Linked DNA regions of Mus musculus: regions 1, 2, 3, 4, 5 and 6 are each linked to region 7. The links are chromatin contacts, called in public ChIA-PET and HiChIP or PLAC-seq maps. All regions are on one chromosome and are shown on one strand. The core of a region is the stretch at or near the end of the contact, and the rest is flanking DNA. Distances in the headings are between cores, read along the strand shown.

Region 1 (3,014 bases), core at 136-2,635, 760 kb after region 7:
CCGTGCTTAACAGGGTACCACTAACAGAAGATGTCTCACAACTGCACCAGGGTTGCCCAAAGCACCCCTCCGGGCTGAAACTCACTCGACACCCAGACATACCTCTCCCCATACCACCCCCAACCACCATTAGCGCCACTGCCTCCCAGAGAAAAACAAGCCATGTCGGGGGGGGGGGGGGGCTGGCCCAGCATCCTGCGGTGCCAGCCCCCCGACATGGCTTCTCTGGGGAGCCCGGGCCCGCGCGCTGCGCGCACACGCACCCTCTCCACTCACACCCAGACACCTACACAAACAGGGCGCCAAGCACCCGCGCGCACACGCACCGGGGACACGCAGGCACCGCCGCGCCGCTTCCCCACAAAGGCCGGCGCGCGCGCGGGCACACGCAGCCACGCGCGGGCACACTAGCGGTCCCCTCCCCCTGCAGGGCACCCTGCGGCCGCCCATCCGCACCCTCACCAAGCCCCCGGCGGGCGGGGGTAGGGTGCTCCCCGCCCCTCCCGCCGCGCACACCTGGCCCAGGTGCGGCGTGGCCTGAGGCTCCCGCACACTCACCTGTCCAGCGGCGCTTCGGGGTCGGCCGTGCGCGCTCCTCCGGCGGCTCCGCGAAGCCGGGCCCCCCGCCCGGCACATCTCCCGGAGCCCGGCCCAGGGGGAAGCGGGGAGGGGGTGGCTGAGCGAGGGAGGACTCCGTGTCCCTTCTTTCCTCCGGCCCAGCACCGCCGCCACCGACCAAAATTTAAAAGGGAAGGGGTGGGGGGGGGGAGTATAAAAAAAAAAAAAAAAAGGAAAGAAAAGGCGGATCGCGGCGCTCCGGAGGCGGCCCCGGCCCCGGGCGCGCGGGTCTGCGCCCCTCCCGGGGAGCGAGGCGTGGAGGCGGAGGGGCGGGGGCGGCGTCAGAGCTCGGGGGGCTGGGGCGAGGCGGAGCCCCCCGAGGCGGCGCCGGCTGCCCGCATCTCCCCCGCAGCTCCGCGGCCCCGACGGAGGCGGCACGTGTGTGCCCAGGCGACTTCCCAGCGCCCCCGGACGGCAGCGGGCGAAGGGTTAACGCGGCTGCCCGGGCGGCCGCGCAGGCCCCCGCCGCCCGGCGGCGCCGCTCCTGGGCCCGCGCGGCCCCATCCGCCGGGGCGTCTCCGGCAGACGGCGGGGCGGGGGCGTCGCAGCGCCGACTGCTCCCGCGCCGACCGCTCGCGCTGCCCGCAGGGGGCCGGAGCTACACAGCTGGAAGCAGGCGCGGCGGCGTTGCGCCCCCGGGGTGGCCGGAGCAGGGGGCGCGGGGCTGGGCCCGTGGGCACCGCAGGACTCGCGGAGCGAGCGGGCGCGGGGCACCAGCAATGACAAGCCGCCTGCTCTCGGCGCTGCCGGGCCCGCCGGCTCCGGGAGGGGGGCGGCGGACAAGCGCAAAACCTGGCCTGGACTACCCGCCGGGGACTAGTCTCCGCAGCCCTCCCGTGCGCCCCGAGGAAGGGCCCGGAAACCTGGCCTGGAGTTCCACTCGCCTCCCCCAAGGAAAAGTGGGCAGAGGGAGGCGACGCGCTAGATCCCCCTAGTTGGGCTGGGGGGGGGTGGGGTGCGACGGGCGGCAAGAAAAAACGGAACGGACTCTGCAGCCGTGCTGTGCAGAAAGGCGCCTAGCCGGTGAGGGGTAAATGGAGAGCTGTGCAAGGACTGCGCAAAACCTGGTCCGGATTTGGCAGAGAGGGTAGGGACGGGAGGGGCGCGGTGTGGGGGGGTAGGAGTGGGAGGGGAGGTAGCTGCGACAGGGCCAGATGCACTCGAGGCACGCAAATTTCGGTCCGGATTCTTCCAAGGGAGATGGAGTAATGCGTCAGGCCTGTGCGGTGGCAACAAAAAAGACCTGGACCAGAGCGTCTCCCACCCGGGATTGCAGGAGGGCCGGAGGGAGTGCTGCTTAGTGACTGACAAGAGCGTAGGCTGTCCCCCATCTTCCTAACAGCGACGTGGGGTGGGGAGGGACAAAATGAGGGCTGGACTGAGGTATGGAAGGATCCCGCGCGCTGGCTGCAACAGAGCCGGCAGGTAAAAGCAGTATCTGGATCCTGGGTGATGCGACAGGAAGGGGATGTGGTGTGGATCCCGCTACCCTGGGAGACCAGACCTACAATAAAAAAATAAATAAATAAATTAATTAAAAAAAAAAACGAGGGAGGGACGCAAAGCCAGGACTGGAGCGTAGGTAGGATGGGATGAGAACAGCCCCCCTCCCCCAAACAGAAGAGAGAGCCTTGGCAACCGGACAGGGTCCTGGAGCTGACCAGGCTGCAGGAGCGGAGGAGAGGTTAGTATCTATAAACGCCTCAAGCGTCTGGTTTTGGAGGGGGTGGGTAGGGAAGAAAAAAAAAATTGAATTTTAGGTTGATGGCGAGAGCAAAAGCCCGGTGCAGATTTCCACAACGTAAGAACTACACTGCAGGTGATGGACTCGGAGAAGTAGGGCAGCGGATCGGACTTAGATTCCTAGGCTTTGGACTTAGTGAGTGAAGCCAGAGGCTGGGTTCAGCCCCCCAGCTACAGATGAAGCCTAGGATTGCTTCTCTAGATGGGAAAGGGGGTCGACCTGGCCCAAATATCTGGAGCCAAAGCTACCACTGCCTAGACTTATAGTTTATTTGTTTTTTTGGTTTTTTTTTTTTTTTTTGGTGGGGGGAGGCTATAAAGCTGAACCCGGGGCCAAAACCAGGCACTTAAGCAATATAGACAACTCAGTGCGGGGGTTGGGGTGTGGGTTCAGGGGAGCGGAATCCAGAGAGGTAAGAACAGAGCTTGGAAGCTGCCGCGCTGAGAATCCGTTTTACGAAGGATGGGTGCAACTCTTAAGATTGATGGCTGAGGAGAAGCAAAAACTGGGCTTGGATCCTTGGGGAAGGGAATCCACCCAAAAGCAGCCTAAATACCGAATCCGGCAGCTTATTCAAGTTCAACGTCCAGCTGAATGTTAGCACTGCCTTAGGAGTGCAGATAAACCCTGATGTGGATTTTTCAGAGAATGT
Region 2 (2,808 bases), core at 181-2,680, 710 kb after region 7:
ACCCACCCCAAGCACACACATAGCAGCTCCAAGTGAACAGGAGTGGCTGGCCTTAACTGAATACCACCAACAGCCACCAAGAGGCACTAGTTGCCACAGCCTAGGCTCTCAGAGCTCCACCTCCTCAGCTGCTACATCCTTTCAACACTCAGTAGAGAAATGGTCTCGTGGAGTGTTGAAAGCAGGTCCTCTGAAAACAGGACTTGCCTTTTGCTGGGGAGCTGAGAATCCAAAGTGACTTCACAGTTTACATGTTCATGGATTTATTTGAAAGTCTTTTGCTCTTTATGGCTCTTGTTCTCTCATCTGTGTGATGAGAGCCATGTCCACCTTTATGTCCCACAGATGAATTAAGTCATTCTGTGAAAGATCCACAAAAGCCCGTGGCCTCCCAGTTGATGGAAGTTGGATCCCATCCCTGTTTGGTCAGTCCACCCACTCCCCAGACAAGGTCAGCCCATCAAAAGGGATGAGGGGTTCCTTGCACTGAGTTAGCTGGCAGCTAGTAGAAATCTCAGAAACTGGAAGAGGCCTGCCTGGCTGTGGCACCCCTCACCTCAGGACATTCACCCAGACCAGGAGCTGGGGAGACCAAGTTACCTACAAAGCCTGGAGTCAGAAGCCCCCATCTCTCCTCAGAGGGAGCTCAGACATAGGATCTGGGACTAACCTAAAGGAAGAAGGCTTATAGGCAACACCATGTTGTTACGGTTGGCAAGCAGGAGTTGTGGGGGACAAATCTGGAGTTGTCTGGGGAGGGGGTTTTTGGGAGCCATGGGGTGAAGAAGGTCTTGACATGGGCGGACAGGGCAACAGAAGAGTCTGGCTGCTTTGTAGGAAAAGATACCCACAAGGAAAAGGGGGGGGGACGGGACTGGAGGTTGGGATTCCATAGGACACGTGGATGGTTTCTTAGGAGGAAGGGCATCAACGCGGGGTCTAGCCATAGGGAAAAGGCGTGGCTGCGGGTCTCCAGGGAAAGCGTACAAGGACAAGCGGTGCAAGACGAAGGGTGACGAGGCCTCCACCAGACAATGTACACTGGACAGAGCCGGCTCCACCGAGAGACCGGAGCTGGGCCATGGAGGCGTATCTAATGGGAGATCTAGTTGGCCCCGGGAGATTGGGGGTGGCGAAACCCCGAGGGCAGGAGGGTCTGGGGTCCCCGGCTCAGGCCCGGCCTCACCGTCAGACAGGGCCTCACTGCATTCGAAGCTGATCTCGAACCGGAAGGGGCTGTGGAAAGGGCTCGGGTTCTCCAGCACAGCCACATTCAGCACCGACACCTTGGCCATCACCGCGCCCGGGAGCCGCAGCTGCTGTGGAGACTTCTTCACAGTGACTTGCGACAGAGAAGAAGGGGGGGACGACAGGACGGAAACCTCCCTGCGTCTCCCAACTCTTCCCTCTGAAGCGCTCCTCCGCTCAGCGCGCTCCCTTCAAATAGCCGGCTCCGCCTTCCAGCCAATCGCCGCTAAGGACCGATGACGGCGCGAGCCATCAGCCAATCTCGAGGCGTCTTCAGGCGCGCGCCTGGACCCTCAGACCAATCAGAGAAGCTCCCTCTTCACGGGCCCCAGGAGGCGGAACGTTAATCTCTTAGCTTCGTAAAGGTCTATCGGGAACCAATCCCTGGAGTCTCCGACTGGAATAGCTCGCTCCGGGGTGGGCGGAGTTAGAGCGCGGAACTTCTCTTGTCCAATCCCAAGGGTTACCGCACCGGCATCCCCCGCCCCTCGTTCCGCTTTTCCGGTAGACGCACCTCACAGAGAGCAGCGCCACCAACGGCCGAACGGTGGCGCGCGACTCTCACTAAAACGCGCTGAGAAGACGGCACTCGCACTCGCAGTGATTGAGTATCGATCGTGGGCGTGGCCGTAAGCGGGTTTCTGAGACGTGATTGGCTATTATGGTGGGCGTGAGGAACGCCGGGCTGGAGAGCTGTGGAAATCGCACACCCTCACAGTGAAAAGCTTTAAGGAGGAGAGAGTGGCCTGGGCGGTTTAGGCGGCTGTCAGCAGGTGAGCGTTTCTGGGGACTACCCTGAGGGGTTCCTACCTTTGAAAATCATGGTCGAGGAGACTGTCGAGAAGGTTTAGATCACCCCTGAGACAAGATGGCGTAGCGATGAGAGGGGATACAGGATCGAGTCTCAGTCCGAAGGGAGTTCTGGTTCGTGGACAGACCAGGGTTTGAATCCTGCCTCTGCACTCTGTCTTTCAGCCCGGGCTCGGTGACGCACGCTTTTTATCCCAGCACACGGGAGGCAGAGGCAGGTGGACCTGTGAGTTCGAGGCCAGCCTGGTCTGCAGAGCAAGTTCTAGGACAGCCAGGGCTACACAGAGAAACCCTGATCCAAAACCAAACCAGTTAACTGCCGCTGTCTGTGAAACTTACCTTTTCTCCTTACTTTCTGGTTCTTTATACCCTGTCATAGCTTCTTACACAACCTTTACCAATCACATCTTTTAAAGGTTAAAACAAAATGGAAAGGTAGATGCGTGCCATTAATCTCAGGACTCAGAGGTAGGCAGACTTCTGTGGGCCAGCCTGATCTACACAGTGAGTTTGGGGAAGTAAGTAAATTAGTTTTCATACTTGGCCAATGCAAAAAGGCCAAGAAGCAATGAATATGATTTTTAATAGACACTTAACTAAATAGGACAAAAATAATCATTTCAAATATGACCATTCTAAAAACACCAATGAGCTATCCTGCACCTTTTTACTCATTGAGAAGTCTTTGGGATCCTGTATGTGTTTCACATTTCAAACAGGTCTGTAACCTAGCATGGGACTGTCCACTTT
Region 3 (2,700 bases), core at 167-2,666, 890 kb before region 7:
AGAGCCAAGCTTACTGTTAAAAGAAGGCAGAGCCAAGCTCCCAGCTTATACAATCTAATTTCAGGACTTACACTCTTGAATGATTAGGGGTCTTTGTAAAATTCAAAGTCAGAAGAAGGATGATCTGACTTCAACATCTGCCCCAGGGTTATTTTGGCTGATCTGGGTGTGTGGGTGAGTGTTCCCTCTTCTTCTTTGTATGTCCCTTCCTGAAACTGGGTATTTGATCAAGAAGAGAGGCTAATCTTTGGCAAAAGGGTATAAAATAGCTGTGGTCCCCTGCTAGAAACCTCCAAATAAGTCCTGGAAACCAGATAGATAAGCTATATTCTATTAAAGAATTTTGACTCACATGTGAGAACAGCATTCATGTCATAAATCATACTTATCAGGAAAACGAACATCAAATAAGACAGGAAGGTTCACCAGGTTATGAATTAAGGAAAACACTACAGGTTAAGGGGCATTTTGAATAGCAGAAGGAGCATCTAACTTCTCATGAGACTCTTCTGAGCGTTCAGGTTAAATTTCAGAAGTCTTAGCACGGCAGTGAAGGACCTCCAAAACTCGGTCAAGAAGAATAACAAGAAAGGTGTATCACCTCCACTGACAGACTTATGGCCAATGAGCAATTGTTTCCCAGTTCAGGTTTTCAACTGACCAGAAGTGTTTTACTATCGGAAAACCAGTTGGAAGGCAAGCTATACATTCTGGAATGTGGTAAAGCACAGAAATCTTTCAAGCTAAAGCAAAACGAAACTCGACTGACAGCCACCAAGTGCCGGCACGCTGCCATACTGTCTTATGCCAACCAAACCTTTGGCGTTAGCTAATTTTAAAGCTGTCAAGTGAGACACTTGAACACATGATCCCGGTGGAACAGGGTGACTTTGGTTTATCTGGATGCCCCGAAACCAACTGGGAATGTGTAAAAAAGATTTGTCCTTTCCTCCGATGTGACAGGATGGCTATGCCTTTAAAACCTCGTCTGCTAGGTATAAATCTGAGTATTTATGAATGAAATTGTTTCCCCTACGCAGAGGTGCTGAGGGGGAAGTTAAGGAGATGAAATGAGTTAGTGAAGGTGTTGATGAAATCACATCACGGGCGTAACTCGCTATTTGGGAACCTCACACACTCACACCCACGTGCTGTTTTTCACCGTGGCCCCGGGGGGACCACCCCGTGAGGATTCCACGCCGGCTTCTTTCCCTCAGGCCTCAGCCGCACCGAGAGTTCTTTATGAACGCCGCACACCGCTCCCCTCCACTCCGCGGTCGCTCGCGCGTCACGGAGCGGCGACAGGAAAGGGCCCCACCAGCCGCTCTCGGGCGCCCACCGCCCAACCCCGCCCCGCCCGGCCCCGGAGGCGGGGCCTTGTGGCGACGTCATGGCGCTGCGCCGGGTCAAAGTTCAGCCCCGCCTGCCTCCCCGCGCCGTCTCCTCGGCCTGCGCCGCCGCCGCTCGTGGTCCGGGTCGCGCTCCTTCCGCTCCGCCGCCTGCTTGCGAGTGCTGCCCGGCAGGCCGCCATGGCGAACGTGGCCGACACGAAGCTGTACGACATCCTGGGCGTCCCTCCCGGCGCTAGCGAGAACGAGCTGAAGAAGGTACTGGAGCGAGCCGGCCGGCGGGCGGGGCGAGGGCGCGGGGCCTGCGCGGTCTGGGCGGCCTGAGCCGGGCTGAGGCGCGGCGGCGGCGGGGGCGCAGTCGGCTCGGCTGACCTTGGGCCTCCGCCCGCCCGGCCCTGCGCAGACGCGGCCCGCCAGCTCGGCGCCCGGGGCCACCCGGAAAAACAGGTCGGACCGCGGTGCTCGCGCCGCCGGGCCGGGGAGGAGCTGACCGCCGGCGCCGGTGTGGGGCTGAGGGCCGCAGCCCCCGGCGCTGAGCAGGCTCCTCCCTCAGCCTCGCTCGCCCGGCAGCTGGAGCGGCGTGGGTCTGTTTGGAAGCATTGTTCTGTGGGCTGGAGATCTAAATACCCCGTGGCCGCTTCGGGGATGAGTCGTGTGCCCCAGCCAAACACCTGAGCGTGCACTCCCTAAAAATAAGACACGTCTTATTGTTGTCCTTTGTAGTAGTTCCAAATCATCTCGGGACTTGGGGTATTAATAAAGTCAGCATCTTCTCTGGCTGTCGGGATCCAATCCGCATTTGTAAACTGAGAAAAATAAGAATGTCCCGTAAGTACTGGGACTGGTAAAGTCCAAAGAAAAAGACTTCCTGTTACCCTACCGGAAATGGTAGGCTGTGTTATATAATTCATGAGTCTGTGTGAGGACTTACATGGTGCTTAACCACATCGCTTAATTGAAAGTATGTAGTTTCACCACCACCTAAGACCCCAGTTAGCCGACCGTGTGCGAGTAAAACATCACTTAGGACCTCCTGGGTGTCCTGTTAGAGGGCAGGCAGAGGAGCCAGCCAGCATGGGGAGAGATACTTGGTAGAAGTATCCTATGCTTAATTTGTAGTAGTGCTTGAGTTTCTGTAAAACGTAGTCACTCAATCTAAAATTTGTTTGGTTATTGTGGTCTCCTTGGTCTGGCTACTGGCCATCAAAGACATTTGATAATAGTTTGTAAAAAAAGAAAGAAAAAATGTTTCAGTATCTTCTTTGTTGTTTTATTTGTATTTTTCTTCAGTAACTTTGGGTATATTATTAGTAAATACTATTGAAGTGGAAAACGTTAAATAATAAGTGAC
Region 4 (2,809 bases), core at 167-2,666, 960 kb after region 7:
GTGACCAAGGGCGGCAGGTGACACAGGACCTGGTGGGCTCCTCCTGGAAATGTCTAGACTTTAGGCTCCGTTGGTATGCGGTTTGGGGAAGAGACTGTAAGGAGGAGGCGGCTGGGGGACAAGGAAGGAAGCCTCTACTGTAGTCTTGAGAGTTCAGTGATGGAGTATTGGGCCTGTTCAGGGCTTAGGAAGATGAGTTTGGGTGCCCCCCCCAAATGATAGGGTGCAGAAGAAAAGCCATCCTGTAAGTCACTCACTGGCCACCACACATTTGGCTTGGCATGTGTGGTACATGCACGTGAACACACTCAATAAATGGTATAAAGATTAAAATAGGAGTTGAAGAGATAGAAGCAATACTACTCTTGTAGAAAACTCAAGTCTGGACCCAGCACCCAGGTGGTGCAGTCCACAAACAGTTTATAACTTCCTTTTAGGGCATCCCATGTCTTCTTCTGACCTCCAGAGGCACCCACACACATGTGCATAACTCACACAAAGAAACACATATATACACATGCAAGAAATTAAATATGAGTCTTTTCTAGCAAATAGTATAAGATTAGTCTTTTGGACAGTAATTAAAATCATTATCTCTCCTACCTTATAGGACTTTTAAGGAGATGTTTTAATCCTCCTCACCCAGTAAAACTTTTGTTTATACAAAGCGCCCCCCCCCCCCCCGCTCCATTCTAGGAAATTGATCGCTTGGAGCAGTGACCCCTTTCCCCTTCAATTTCCTCTGCGCCAATTTTCTCAGACTAGCCAATTGAATAAGACTGCGAGGTCACCTGAGTTAGAATAGAAACCATATGCACTTCCTGTCTTCTCTTTGCTTTTCCGCAGCGCACTGTCTTGATGAAGAGTAAAGTTTGCCTTGTTCGGACATTTCATTTTGAAGGATGGTCTCTTTCTTTGCCACCCCGAAACTTATTCCTAACACACATGAATCAAAATAAAGTCTTTAAAAAAATGAGCTAAAAGTGACAACTGCTGGCATTTATTGTGCACTTGGGATCTATACACTTGCCCTACTCTTCCTCAAGTTTTACAGACATCCTAGTCCTGAGGGGTATTGTGTTCCCCCAAGGCCCAGGACACTGGGATTTGAAGTCAGGCTCTCCCTGTGTTTGCCTCCCGGGAAACGGGAGGGAGGATGCCTCTGTGCAGCTGGGCCGTGTGTGTCGAGGGTGGTGGTGGACGGTGACCATTGCATTCAAAGGGGTTGGAGGCGGGGGACAAGGCCTCTGAGGCTCGCGGTCGCTTAGGCCCGCTCAGAGTCCCCTACGCTACAAGGAGCGCTTGCCGCACCCCACAGCCAACAGGGACCCTATTTCCCCGCTGCAAGCCCCGGGGGCCGCCGGGAGCCCCGCCCCCGCCCCGCCTCCTCCCCAGGCGCGGACCTCGGCGCTCACGTGACCCACCCTGCAGCCGCTGGGGCCGGAGGGCGCAGCTCGGCGGAGGCCTGGCCAGGCCGGGCCGAGCGCAGCAGGCCGGAGCGCGCCGCGCGCCTGGGAGGGTCTGGGCGCCGCGCCTCCCGCCGCACCCGCCCGCGCGCTCGCAAGCCCTTCCTTGGCGCTGGGACCCCTGGCGGGCGGCCGGAGGACATGGCCGGCGACGCCGTACAGGTAGGCGACTTGTCCGCACCCGCGGGGCGGCCAGAAGGCGCGGAGGACCCCAGGCACGGGTAGAGTCCCGGACGAGGTCCCCATCGGGAGCCCGCGCGGGCCCTTGTAGCAGGTGGAGGCGCCGACCGGGTCGGAGGAAGGGGTGCTGTTCGGGATTCTACCCCAGCATCCCCTCCTTTGGCCCTCCCCGAGAGTCAGCGTGTGTAGCGGGGTCCCCACTTCGGTGTCCGAGGCTAGCTGCGGATCCCGGTGCCTGTCGTCCCCACATCCTACTCTGGGTCCTGCAGCGTTCGGTTTCTGTCAGGTGCCGCTTCACCTGGAGCAGGTGCCTGGCACCCTGCCCCGGACCGGAGGAGTGCCCGGCCCGATCCCCTCCCCCGCACAACAAAGCCCGGGCCACCCCCGCCTGCAGACGTCTTTACGATGGTCTTGACGCCACCCAGATGGGCACCTGTTGGAGGAAGTGTCTAAGTCACTTCACTAGGCCTGAGGCCGGGTTCCTCCTTCCGCCTTGTTCCCCATAACCACCCTTCAGGCTGACAGATGGAGCTGTAACCCAGGTGGGGCGTGTCCTGTCACACAGACAGGAAGGATTTTATGTCTGGAAGGTGACAGGGCTGGGTCTCTACTCCCTCGCAACAGACACCTGTGACTGGCATCTGCCAGCCACATGGCCTTCCCTGTGTGACCTGTTGGGCGTTACTGAAGCAGGGTCAGGGTCGGGGTGACTGACTCCCCACTCTAATTCAGTGGCCCAAAATCTGAGATCTTTGTATCTTTGTGGCTCCATTAATTCGTCACCATGCAGTCCATTGTCCTGTGTAACTGGTTCTCATCTCCTTCTACACCTGCCCCCATGTCTCCCCTGTACCCTTCTGTACCCGTCTTCCCCAGTCCTGCTGATGGCCTGCCGGCCTTGCCGAGGAGCTGGGCGTATCTGGTGCTGCCGATCTCACAAGGTCAGACCTCCAGGCTGATGCACCGGTGCCGGCTCCCCTTCAAGCCCACTGAGGGCTGTGCAGGGCTGTCCCAGTACATGCATGTGCTTGGTGTGTCCCGAGTAGGACGCACATGGAGGCTGTGATTCCCAGAATGAGGCTGGACCTACATCTTGGTCCCCGTCCCGTCTTCTCCCTTATGTTCATTCCCGCTTGGACTTGCTGCCTGGTTCCACCGTCTCC
Region 5 (2,700 bases), core at 183-2,682, 920 kb after region 7:
CAGCAGGCTTAGGCTTTGGAGACAGGAAGTCAGGAGTTCAGTGCCATCCTAGGCTACATAGAGTTGAAAGACAGCCTGGGCTGTTTGAGACCAGACCGTGTTTCAGAGAAAAAAAGAAAAAGAAAATCAATATTTTGAAAAATCACTAGATGTGTCTGAGAATGTAGTTCCCTTGGTAGAGTGCTTGTCCAGCATACACAAAGCCTTGGGTTTGGCATTCTTCCCGCCCCCAACACACACACATGAAAAGAAACCATAGTTACACAAGTAACTCAAACAGGAAGCCAGTGTACATCACATGACTCTCTATAGACTGTGGCAAGGTCAGTGCGTGTAACCAAAAAGCCCTGCCGTGGTAAGCCATGTCCCGTGGTCAAAGCTCTCTCTTCCTCTATTTTAAGTCCTTATTACGTTTTTTGTTTGTTTATTTGTTTTGGCTTTTTGAGACAGGGTTTCTCTGTGCAGTCCTGGCTGTCCTGGAACTCACTCTCTAGACCAGGCTGGCCTCGAACTCAGTAATCCGCCTGCCTCTGCCTCTCAAGTGCTGGGATTACAGGCATGCGCCACCACTGCCCGGCCCCTTATTACGTTTTATTTATTGACTTGTTTATTTAGTGTTTGGGTTTGTGTGTGGCACCGTGTGCCCGTGAAGGTCAGAGGACAACTTCCAGGAGTTGGCTCTCTCCTTCCATCATGGAGGTCCTGGGTATCAGAAATCAGGTCGTTAGGTTTTGGGGCAAGTGCCTTTACCCGCTGAACCATCTTGGTAGCACTTCCCTCCCCCACTTTATTATTTTTTATTTTTGCGATAGACTCATGCTTCGTAGGCCTGGCTGGCCTGCAACTCTTAAGTGGCCAAAAACGGCCTCCGGTTTAGCCTCTGCTTTCCAGAGAACGGTATTAGTATAGGCCAACGCAGCCATGCCATGACCCCTTGTCTTTTTGGGCAAGGTCTTTTGTAGCGCGGGCAGGCTTCAAAAGCGACAAAACGGAGGATGAGTTGAACTCCTGATTAGTGCTGGGATTACAGGCTAGCGGTCCTCTGCCGGCTTATGTGGCTTTGAGGCTAGACAGGGCCTCGGGCAGGTTAAGCAAGCACTGCGCACACTGAGCCGCATCTCCAAACCTTGATGTCTCTCGTTCCTGGACAGTCAGCCCGGCAGGACCCTCAGTCCTCTTCTGGTTCTTATTTGGCCCCTGGCTTCTCTGAACTTCAGTTTCTCTCTTGGAAAAGAAGCCGACAAGTCCTGCTGATGGGAAAGGCGAGGGTCGCCCAGGACATCGTTCGGGTGGGAGCTCCACCCAGCTCTGTCCGATGTGCCTGGTCCCCGTCCCAGGACGCCTGAACCACACCACCCAGCTCCCCGCGGGGGCGGGTGTCGGAGCCGCGCGCGGGGGGGGGGGGGGAGGAATGTTGCGTTTGTTCCAGACGCGGGCGCGCGGCGCGCCCTGGGTCTGTTTCCCCGGCACTTTCCTGTTACTTTCCAGCGGGGAGGACAGTTCCGGGGAGGGCCCTGCTCACGCCCGCTGCATAAAAGCCCAGCCCAGCCGGCCGCCACAGCCCTCTATCAACCCCAGACGCTGTCCGTTCCGTGCCGCGCCACCATGAGGGGCGTCAGATGCCCCGGCCTGCTTGGTGAGACCTCGGGGTTGCGCGGAGCCGGGAGGGAACTCGCGGGACGTGGCCAGGAGGGGCAGGGACAGTCGAAGCCGGCGCACCTGTGCGCCCCAGAGGGCTCTCCAGGGGGTGTCAGATCCTAATGGGCTTGAGTGTTGCCAGTTTGGAGACTAAGAGGGAGAAACTGAGGCACGGGGGCAGTTAAAGAGGGTAACAAAGCAGGCATGGTGTCACAGGGCATTAGGGAGGCTGAGGCAGCAGGGTCACCAATTTCAGGTCAGCTTGTGCTACACAGCAAGACCCTGTCTCAAAAGAACAAAAGAAAAAGAAATGCAGGCTAGAGGCTGGGGTGGTGCCGAGGTCAAGAGCATTAAGAGAGGACCTGGCTGGGTCCCAGCACCTATATGGTGGCTCACAAGTGTCTGTAACTCCAGTTCCTGGGGATTCACACTGTCTTCTGCATCCACGGGCAACAGACATGCAGTGCACAGACATACATGCAGTGTACAATAATACATGCAGTGCACAAACATACATGCAGGCAAAACACATACAGTTTAAAAAAAAAAAAAGCTAAAAAGAACTGTAGGTTAAAGTACACTTTGCAAACTGTTGCCCAAACAGACGCTCTCAATGTGAAGAGAAACCCACGTGAGGGTGCCCATTTCTTCGAGGGTGGGAACTCCCCCTGCCCCAGTCTGTCCCCTGCTGTCTCCGTGCCAGGAACAGGCAGAGAATCTCCTTGGGACTTGTCTGGGACGGAGCTGCTGGCTGAAAGGAACTTACCAGGCTGTGGTTTGAACTTGGCTTTCATCATGACTTTCCCGCCCCACCCTGGGTGCCTCAACCGTTGTTTGATGGCTAAGTCACCTAAGTAACTTGACAACAAACAGTGAAAAAATGGAACGGGGCACCAGCTGGAGTTACCCCAAGATATGGAACTTGGGGCACAAACTGGGGTCACCCTAACCACAATGACTGGCCTGAGTGCTAGTGACAGGTGGCAGGCAGCTCAGTAGCCATGGACCTAGAACCAGGAAATAGAGTCCCAGGGTGTCACAGTTGGTGGCAAACAGCTGCAG
Region 6 (2,885 bases), core at 257-2,756, 770 kb before region 7:
AATAATCAAATTTTAATGGAATGCCATGAATCTTGACAAGAAATTCATTTTTTTAATCTGCCAGAATACATAAAACTTTTGCACAAATGTTACACACATATGCAGAGAGAGAGAGAGAGAGAGAGAGACTTTGAGAGACTTTGTTTACACAAAAGGCCTCTGTCTTGTTCCAGGAATTTAGTGGCATGGAACAGTAATTCCCTGCCCTCCACCCACATTCGTGTGTCAATTCTTTTCCAACTTGGCAATCAAACAGGACTGTGAGTTCTGACCCCAGCTGATACAGAAAAATCACTAACTCTAAGCCCACTTTCTTTCTTCCTGTGATCCATCTCCCTAGTGTGCCCTCTTTTCTTTCTTTTTTTCTTTTTTTTTAGATAGGGTTTCTCTGTATAGCTCTGGCTGTCCTGGAACTCACTTTGTAGACCATGCTGGCCTCGAACTCAGAAATCCGACTGCCTCTGCCTCCTGAGTGCTGGGATTAAAAGCGTGCAGACACCACACCGGGCTTAGTGTGCCCTCTTGAGAGAGTAAAGGTCGTGTGTGTGTCCAGGCAGTGAACATTACATTTCTCTTACTTGCAAGACCAGTAGCCCAAGATAATGCTGTCAGCTCCAGATGTCATCTGCTCCCTTTGATCCAAAGTGGCAGAAGTTTTGTGTCCCTTCAAGGCTGATCCTGGAGACTTCCTTAGGGGGTTATTTGGGATTGGGGAACCCTTGTGTTAAGGACTCTATTCACACACACACTTCTTTTAACTGACTTTACATTTTCACACGTTTAGATTTTTTTTTTTTGGACAGGTAGTGTCTTTGTCCTGAGATACCTTTCCTATAGTACAGAGTATGAGGAGTCTCTTTAACAATGGCAGATGCTCTGTGTGTTACCCCTCCCTTTTCTGCAACTTTATACCCAGCTCATGCTCCTTTCTTCATCAAACTACAGTTTAAAAATATCTCTCTGCTCTCTCACTGTAGATCTGAACAAGAGCAGTGAAAGCTGGGATGATAGGAGTGCACAGCATTTTGTTTCACTTTTCAAATAATTTGCTTTTAATTTTAAACTACTCAGTATCAGTGATACACAAGATGAAACCAGACCAACCTCTCCACCCCCTCCAAAAACAAAGCCTTGTAGACTGTTCCTTGAAGGCAGACATTTCTTATTCGGTGTGCTTAATAGTGGATCGTAGGCAATTATTTAATGAATAGTGAAGTTTATACCCCTGACGCTGGAAGCCTAGGGGTTTCATCGAGTGTCTATTATAATTTCTCTCGGATTAGCATTGCTGACATTTGCAGAGAGGTTTTCCGTTGCCAGTAACCATTTCAGGCTCTGGTTCTGGGGCCGACGAGGGGGCGTGCCCAGCACCAGGGCTCGGCCCACCTGTGCGTTGGTTGGTGGAGTCTCGTCGGAGCCACGCCCCCGAGCGGTCCACCGCCTTAGAGGGCGTGGCGATGGGACTTCCCTGGAAGGGCCGCGGCGCCCCCCTCCTCCAACCCGCACGCAGCCCCGCGCACGCGCACGCGCGCCTCCACGGCTGGGTCGCGGCTGGAGTGAGGACGCGCTGTGTGGAGCAGCGGAGGCACGGCGCTGCTTCCACCGCTGCTCAGGAGGGGAGCATGTCTGCAACTCGAGCCAAGAAAGTGAAGATGGCCACCAAATCGTGCCCCGAGTGCGACCAACAGGTGGGCTGGGCCGGCGCGAGCGGGCGGGGCGGGCAGGGCGGGTGGCCGTTGCTCGGCGGCGGTTGGCGGTGCGCGGCGGCCCGCGGGCGGCGGGGGCCTGGGAGCGGGGACCCGGCGCTGCCCCTTCTGGTCCCGGGCCGGCCCGCGGACCCCTGCCGCCCCGCATGGCTTTGTTCGCGGTTGGGGAGAGTGCGGTGCTGCTTCTCAGCTGTCGCTCCCCGCCACCTGGGTGGCAGCATAAAGCAGACAAAAGGACAGTAATGGTGCTAACTTTTTTGCAAATTTGTGGACTTCCGGAACGCCGCAAAAAAACCAACCAGTTTGATGTGTGGTTTCTAGTCCTTCCACTACGTTGTTAACGGAACACGGTTCGAATAAAGTCGGCGTTGAGGCTCTTCCTCTCTGCGTGTGCCCCGTCCCATTCGTGCTATTTACTGTTGTAAATTTGACATGTCTGCTTACAGATTTTTTTTTTAAATATGCGGATTCGTGAATTTGAAATCATTCATATTTAGACTGAACTCATGGAGTAATAGTCGTAATTTTTAAAAAAATCATTTTTCTTTTCCTACATTTAAGTACGCCTAATTATAGTGTGATGAACAAAAACTCATTCCATTAAAATCATCCTTAGGCCTTCATGCCGGCATGCAGATCTGGCTGTACTTCTTTTTCCTGAATCTTCCTAAAATGACTACCTCTCTCTCTTCCCCTCCCCCCTCCTTCTCTCTGGAGTAATTGGAAATGGGTGGAGACTTAAAATCTGATTTAAGTATATTATTTAGGGCGTGTCCTTGTAGGTTTATTAAAATCTTTAAACAAAAAAGTTACATGTTTTATTCAGTATGATTTATAGGCAATGTTTAAAAATGCTGATGATGGAAAGTTGTGCAAGTTTAGTCGATAGAGCATACCAGTCTGCAATATCAAAACAGTCATGTTTTCCAAAATGTAGAGTTACGTTCATTCTTTCCACCCAACTAAATTGTAGCAAACTTGCACTTTGTGATCAGTCTGTTGGCAGATTACTTTGATGTTTAAATAATTTTCAGTTAAGGCTTTTACAGTATGAATTATGCATTCTGTTTCTGTAGGGCACAAGTCCCTTGTTTTACTTGGCATAAAATAATCTTTTGGGGAAAATATCTGTTTTTAATTTCCTGGTTATTGGCCAGTGAGATGGCTTTAGGTGGTAAA
Region 7 (2,814 bases), core at 271-2,770:
CCGTAACTCCACAGGGTGCGAATCTCACTCCACCCGGACTCATCCCGCATGACGGTGCCGCAGCGTGTGAGAGCATGAGAGAAGGAAACATCGAGTTCTCTCCGGGACGCCGTGCAGACTGTCCAAAGAACTGTAGCACCAAACAGACTCGAACGACCCGAGACAACACTTAGTTAGGCTCCTGAGGGCTGGATTGGAGGGGCGTGCTCGCCGATGGAAGGGGCCCCGCCCCGGAAGCCCTCTCCTCGGGCTAAGACCGGCTGCCCTTGTTCTTATATGGGCATCCGGAAGTGGTTCGCGGCGCCAACCTACGTCATTACATCCAAATTTAGCCAGGGAAGTCGGCCGGCTGCAGTGGCGGGAAGTCTGCCCGCTGGCAGGGGGTGTTTCTTAAAGGGCCTGCACAGCAAATGAAAGGGGTTATTTGAATTTTTCTCCCTTCTGCAACTAGAAGCAAGTTTTTCTTGGGAAGTGATGCAAAGTGGAACCGACTTCTTTTTTTCTTTTCTTTGTTACTGTGTGTGTGTGTGTGTGTGTGTGTGTGTGTGTGTGTGTGTGTGTGTGTGTGTGTGTGTGTGTGTGTGAGACATCGTATAGAAGTCTGTTCTCTTGTACGGCGTGGGACCGGTGGGACCGGGAATCGAACTGAGTTCGTTAGGCTTGGCAACAAGTGGCTCCACCCACTGTGCCATCTCGACCCAGATATCTGTCTTTCTTGGAGTAATTCCGTTCACGAGGGCATGAAGGCAGAAAACTGCTCTATTGACAAGGGAAGATCGCAGGCCCTATGGACATTGGGACTTCCATGCCACTGGGTTGCGGAAAACTGGGAGATCTTTAACGCTGAAAGTAAAGAGCAGTCGTGAGGTGGTGGATATCTGTGGTTACGGGGTACAGTGTCCGTGCCCACTTTCCACCCATGTCCAGAAAGGTGGAGATAGAAGGGCTGCAGGCTTTAGTTGATCCTTTCGCCATAGTATAATCATATAATCATTCGTTTAGTAAATATTGGTCAGGTGGCTGCCTATTTCTCACCTGGAAAACTGTATCTTCTATGGAGTGGAGGTGAGAGATCAGAGACATTGAATAAAAAGAGAAAGTTCAACACTGTAGTAACTGGCGTGTAGTAACTGCTTAATAAGTAGCAGCGTTTTTACTGTTCAAAAAATATTAATTAGCAGGCTGGTAGGCAAGATGAACGGTGCCCTCGGGGAATGTACCCCGGTCCCGGGTTTTCCCCACTGCAGTCAGATTACCGCCCACTATCCGTCTCGTTGGTGGGCCTCATCCTCTGGCCCGTTGGTGACTCTGAGAACCCAGAACCTAGTGTCTTAAGGTGCAGTGGGGAAGTTCTTCCTTGCAGTAGTTAAGTCCTTTTTCCTTCGAGGCGTAAATTTATCCCTATTGCTTTAAGGACTCGCTAGCCACTGTGGAAAGCCCGGATGAGGCCCTCTGGTTGGGCGTGGTGTTGCAGTGACGTCACTCTCAGTATATTAAAAGGCTCCGGCTTGCTGCCCTCGCCCGAACGTCTAGCAGAGTACCTGCTGCTGTAAGCTTGTCGTCTGGGCTGCACCGCCCGTCTTAACCCATTCTCGACTTAACTACTCTCGTCGAACAAGCATGGAAGTACAGAAAGAAGCGCAGCGCATCATGACTCTGTCGGTATGGAAGATGTACCACTCTCGCATGCAGCGAGGTGGCTTGCGACTCCACCGGAGTCTGCAGCTGTCCCTCGTTATGCGCAGCGCTCGAGAGGTCTACCTCTCAGCCAAGGTAGAAGCCCACCAGCCCGAGTTCCCGCCATCCCGCAGGGCTCTTGACCCTCGCCTGCACCCGCCGCGGGAAGCCGAAGTTGCAGTGGAAGTAGCGTCCCCCGAAGCCGTGCAGCCTCCGGAGCCCATGGATACGCAAGAGGAAGTGCTGCGAGTCCAGGAGACCCCTGCGCTCTGTGACCCGCCCCCCGCTAGAGTCAGCCGCAAGCGCCGGAGCAGCAGCGATTTGAGCGACGGTAGTGATGCCGGACTGGTACCAAGCAAGAAGGCCCGTCTAGAAGAGGTGGAGGGGGAGGCGACGTCGGAGGTTCCCGATCGCCTGCAGCTTCCTCCGGCACAAAGCGAAGGTGCCTTCCCTAACCTCGCCCGCGTCCTCCAAAGGCGCTTCTCCAGTCTCCTGAACTGTGGACCCGCCGTGCCCCCGCCGACGCCCCCCACGTGCGAGGCCAAGCCAGCCTGCCGCCCGGCCGACAATATGCTCAACGTGCTGGTGCGAGCTGTGGTGGCCTTCTGAGAGCTCTGGTGGCTTCTTTCGAGCGGCGCCACCGGAGCGGAGAACGCACACCCGAGGCGAAGGCCGGCGGGGGCCGTGAAGAAGAGCCGCGGCCCGAGCTGCCGAGAGGCCAGGGGAAGGACTGAGGAGCGAGGGGCGCGGGCGCCTTCTCCCAGACGTGCGTCCATAGGTGCTATTAAAGGACTGTCCCTTCCTTGGCTTGGAGAAGGGACACCTAGATCTTGAATCTCAGGGTCGAACTCTCTAGGGGCCAGGCTGCCCTTTCAAGGCCGTTTCACTACCATTCGCGTTTCGGCCCCTACAAGTGGGCACGCTTGTGCAAGCGGTCAGAGTTGCGTCATGGGACAGACGCGGGTGCTTCCTGTTGCCTTGCGTGGGTGTGGGGCCTGGGAGGAGGCCAGGGTGTGGACCCGCCCTAGGGACTGGGAAGTGACTTGAGTCACCTCGCCCCCACAGGCTGCTGTGGGTGAGCCTGAACTGAACCAATCAAATCTGCGATCAGAGTTGAAGTGGCTGGAGACCCCGGGA

What was found. ChIA-PET counts read pairs in DNA pulled down with a chosen protein or histone mark. HiChIP or PLAC-seq counts read pairs in DNA pulled down with a chosen protein or histone mark.
Region 1: a contact with region 7 is called in an H3K4me3 HiChIP or PLAC-seq map of embryonic stem cells, with 7 read pairs. The contact joins the promoter of Adgrl1 here to the promoter of Ier2 in region 7. A contact is called at or near these places in 1 of 484 Hi-C or Micro-C datasets (embryonic stem cells), 2 of 115 datasets of contacts at active chromatin or transcription factors (embryonic stem cells and thymic regulatory T cells) and 1 of 9 other capture datasets (adipose tissue).
Region 2: an RNA polymerase II ChIA-PET map of memory CD8 T cells shows a contact between it and region 7, with 37 read pairs. The contact joins the promoter of Asf1b here to the promoter of Ier2 in region 7. A contact is called at or near these places in 4 of 39 promoter capture datasets (the C10 cell line, cranial neural crest, hippocampal neurons and 1 more), 5 of 115 datasets of contacts at active chromatin or transcription factors (bone marrow-derived macrophages, double positive thymocytes, effector CD8 T cells and 2 more) and 1 of 9 other capture datasets (liver).
Region 3: a contact with region 7 is called in an RNA polymerase II ChIA-PET map of memory CD8 T cells, with 12 read pairs. The contact joins the promoter of Dnaja2 here to the promoter of Ier2 in region 7. A contact is called at or near these places in 2 of 39 promoter capture datasets (neural stem cells and pre-B cells) and 1 of 115 datasets of contacts at active chromatin or transcription factors (memory CD8 T cells).
Region 4: a contact with region 7 is called in an H3K27ac HiChIP or PLAC-seq map of trophoblast stem cells, with 4 times the contacts expected there. The contact joins the promoter of Pkn1 here to the promoter of Ier2 in region 7. A contact is called at or near these places in 2 of 39 promoter capture datasets (the C10 cell line and pre-B cells), 2 of 484 Hi-C or Micro-C datasets (B cells and CD4 T cells) and 2 of 115 datasets of contacts at active chromatin or transcription factors (effector CD8 T cells and trophoblast stem cells).
Region 5: an H3K27ac HiChIP or PLAC-seq map of thymic regulatory T cells shows a contact between it and region 7, with 6 times the contacts expected there. The contact joins the promoter of Adgre5 here to the promoter of Ier2 in region 7. A contact is called at or near these places in 6 of 39 promoter capture datasets (the C10 cell line, cranial neural crest, liver and 2 more), 1 of 484 Hi-C or Micro-C datasets (B cells) and 5 of 115 datasets of contacts at active chromatin or transcription factors (bone marrow-derived macrophages, embryonic stem cells, kidney and 2 more).
Region 6: an RNA polymerase II ChIA-PET map of memory CD8 T cells shows a contact between it and region 7, with 10 read pairs. The contact joins the promoter of 4921524J17Rik here to the promoter of Ier2 in region 7. A contact is called at or near these places in 1 of 39 promoter capture datasets (erythroid cells) and 2 of 115 datasets of contacts at active chromatin or transcription factors (effector CD8 T cells and memory CD8 T cells).

Annotation. Positions count from the first base shown.
Region 1 is chr8:83,898,469-83,901,482 of GRCm38.p6, reverse strand. It overlaps Adgrl1 (adhesion G protein-coupled receptor L1), which reads right to left and starts at 1,385. Exons shown (of 23, transcript NM_181039.2): 1 at 559-1,385. It overlaps Gm26721 (predicted gene, 26721), which reads left to right and starts at 1,756. Exons shown (of 4, transcript NR_166528.1): 1 at 1,756-2,302.
Region 2 is chr8:83,954,316-83,957,123 of GRCm38.p6, reverse strand. It overlaps Asf1b (anti-silencing function 1B histone chaperone), which reads right to left and starts at 1,430. Exons shown (of 4, transcript NM_024184.2): 1 at 1,187-1,430. The coding sequence starts at 1,295. It overlaps Gm10644 (predicted gene 10644), which reads left to right and starts at 1,791. Exons shown (of 5, transcript NR_169070.1): 1 at 1,791-2,021.
Region 3 is chr8:85,554,077-85,556,776 of GRCm38.p6, reverse strand. It overlaps Dnaja2 (DnaJ heat shock protein family (Hsp40) member A2), which reads left to right and starts at 1,416. Exons shown (of 9, transcript NM_019794.5): 1 at 1,416-1,607. The coding sequence starts at 1,530.
Region 4 is chr8:83,697,786-83,700,594 of GRCm38.p6, reverse strand. Pkn1 (protein kinase N1) reads left to right here and starts at 1,416. Exons shown (of 22, transcript NM_177262.4): 1 at 1,416-1,628. The coding sequence starts at 1,608.
Region 5 is chr8:83,740,043-83,742,742 of GRCm38.p6, reverse strand. It overlaps Adgre5 (adhesion G protein-coupled receptor E5), which reads left to right and starts at 1,432. Exons shown (of 20, transcript NM_011925.2): 1 at 1,432-1,636. The coding sequence starts at 1,606. It overlaps Gm46046 (predicted gene, 46046), which reads right to left and starts at 1,457. Exons shown (of 2, transcript NR_168527.1): 1 at 1,127-1,457.
Region 6 is chr8:85,431,462-85,434,346 of GRCm38.p6, reverse strand. 4921524J17Rik (RIKEN cDNA 4921524J17 gene) reads left to right here and starts at 1,506. Exons shown (of 4, transcript NM_025722.3): 1 at 1,506-1,688. The coding sequence starts at 1,623.
Region 7 is chr8:84,661,558-84,664,371 of GRCm38.p6, reverse strand. It overlaps Ier2 (immediate early response 2), which reads left to right and starts at 1,520. Exons shown (of 1, transcript NM_010499.4): 1 at 1,520-2,814. The coding sequence starts at 1,621. The coding sequence ends at 2,286.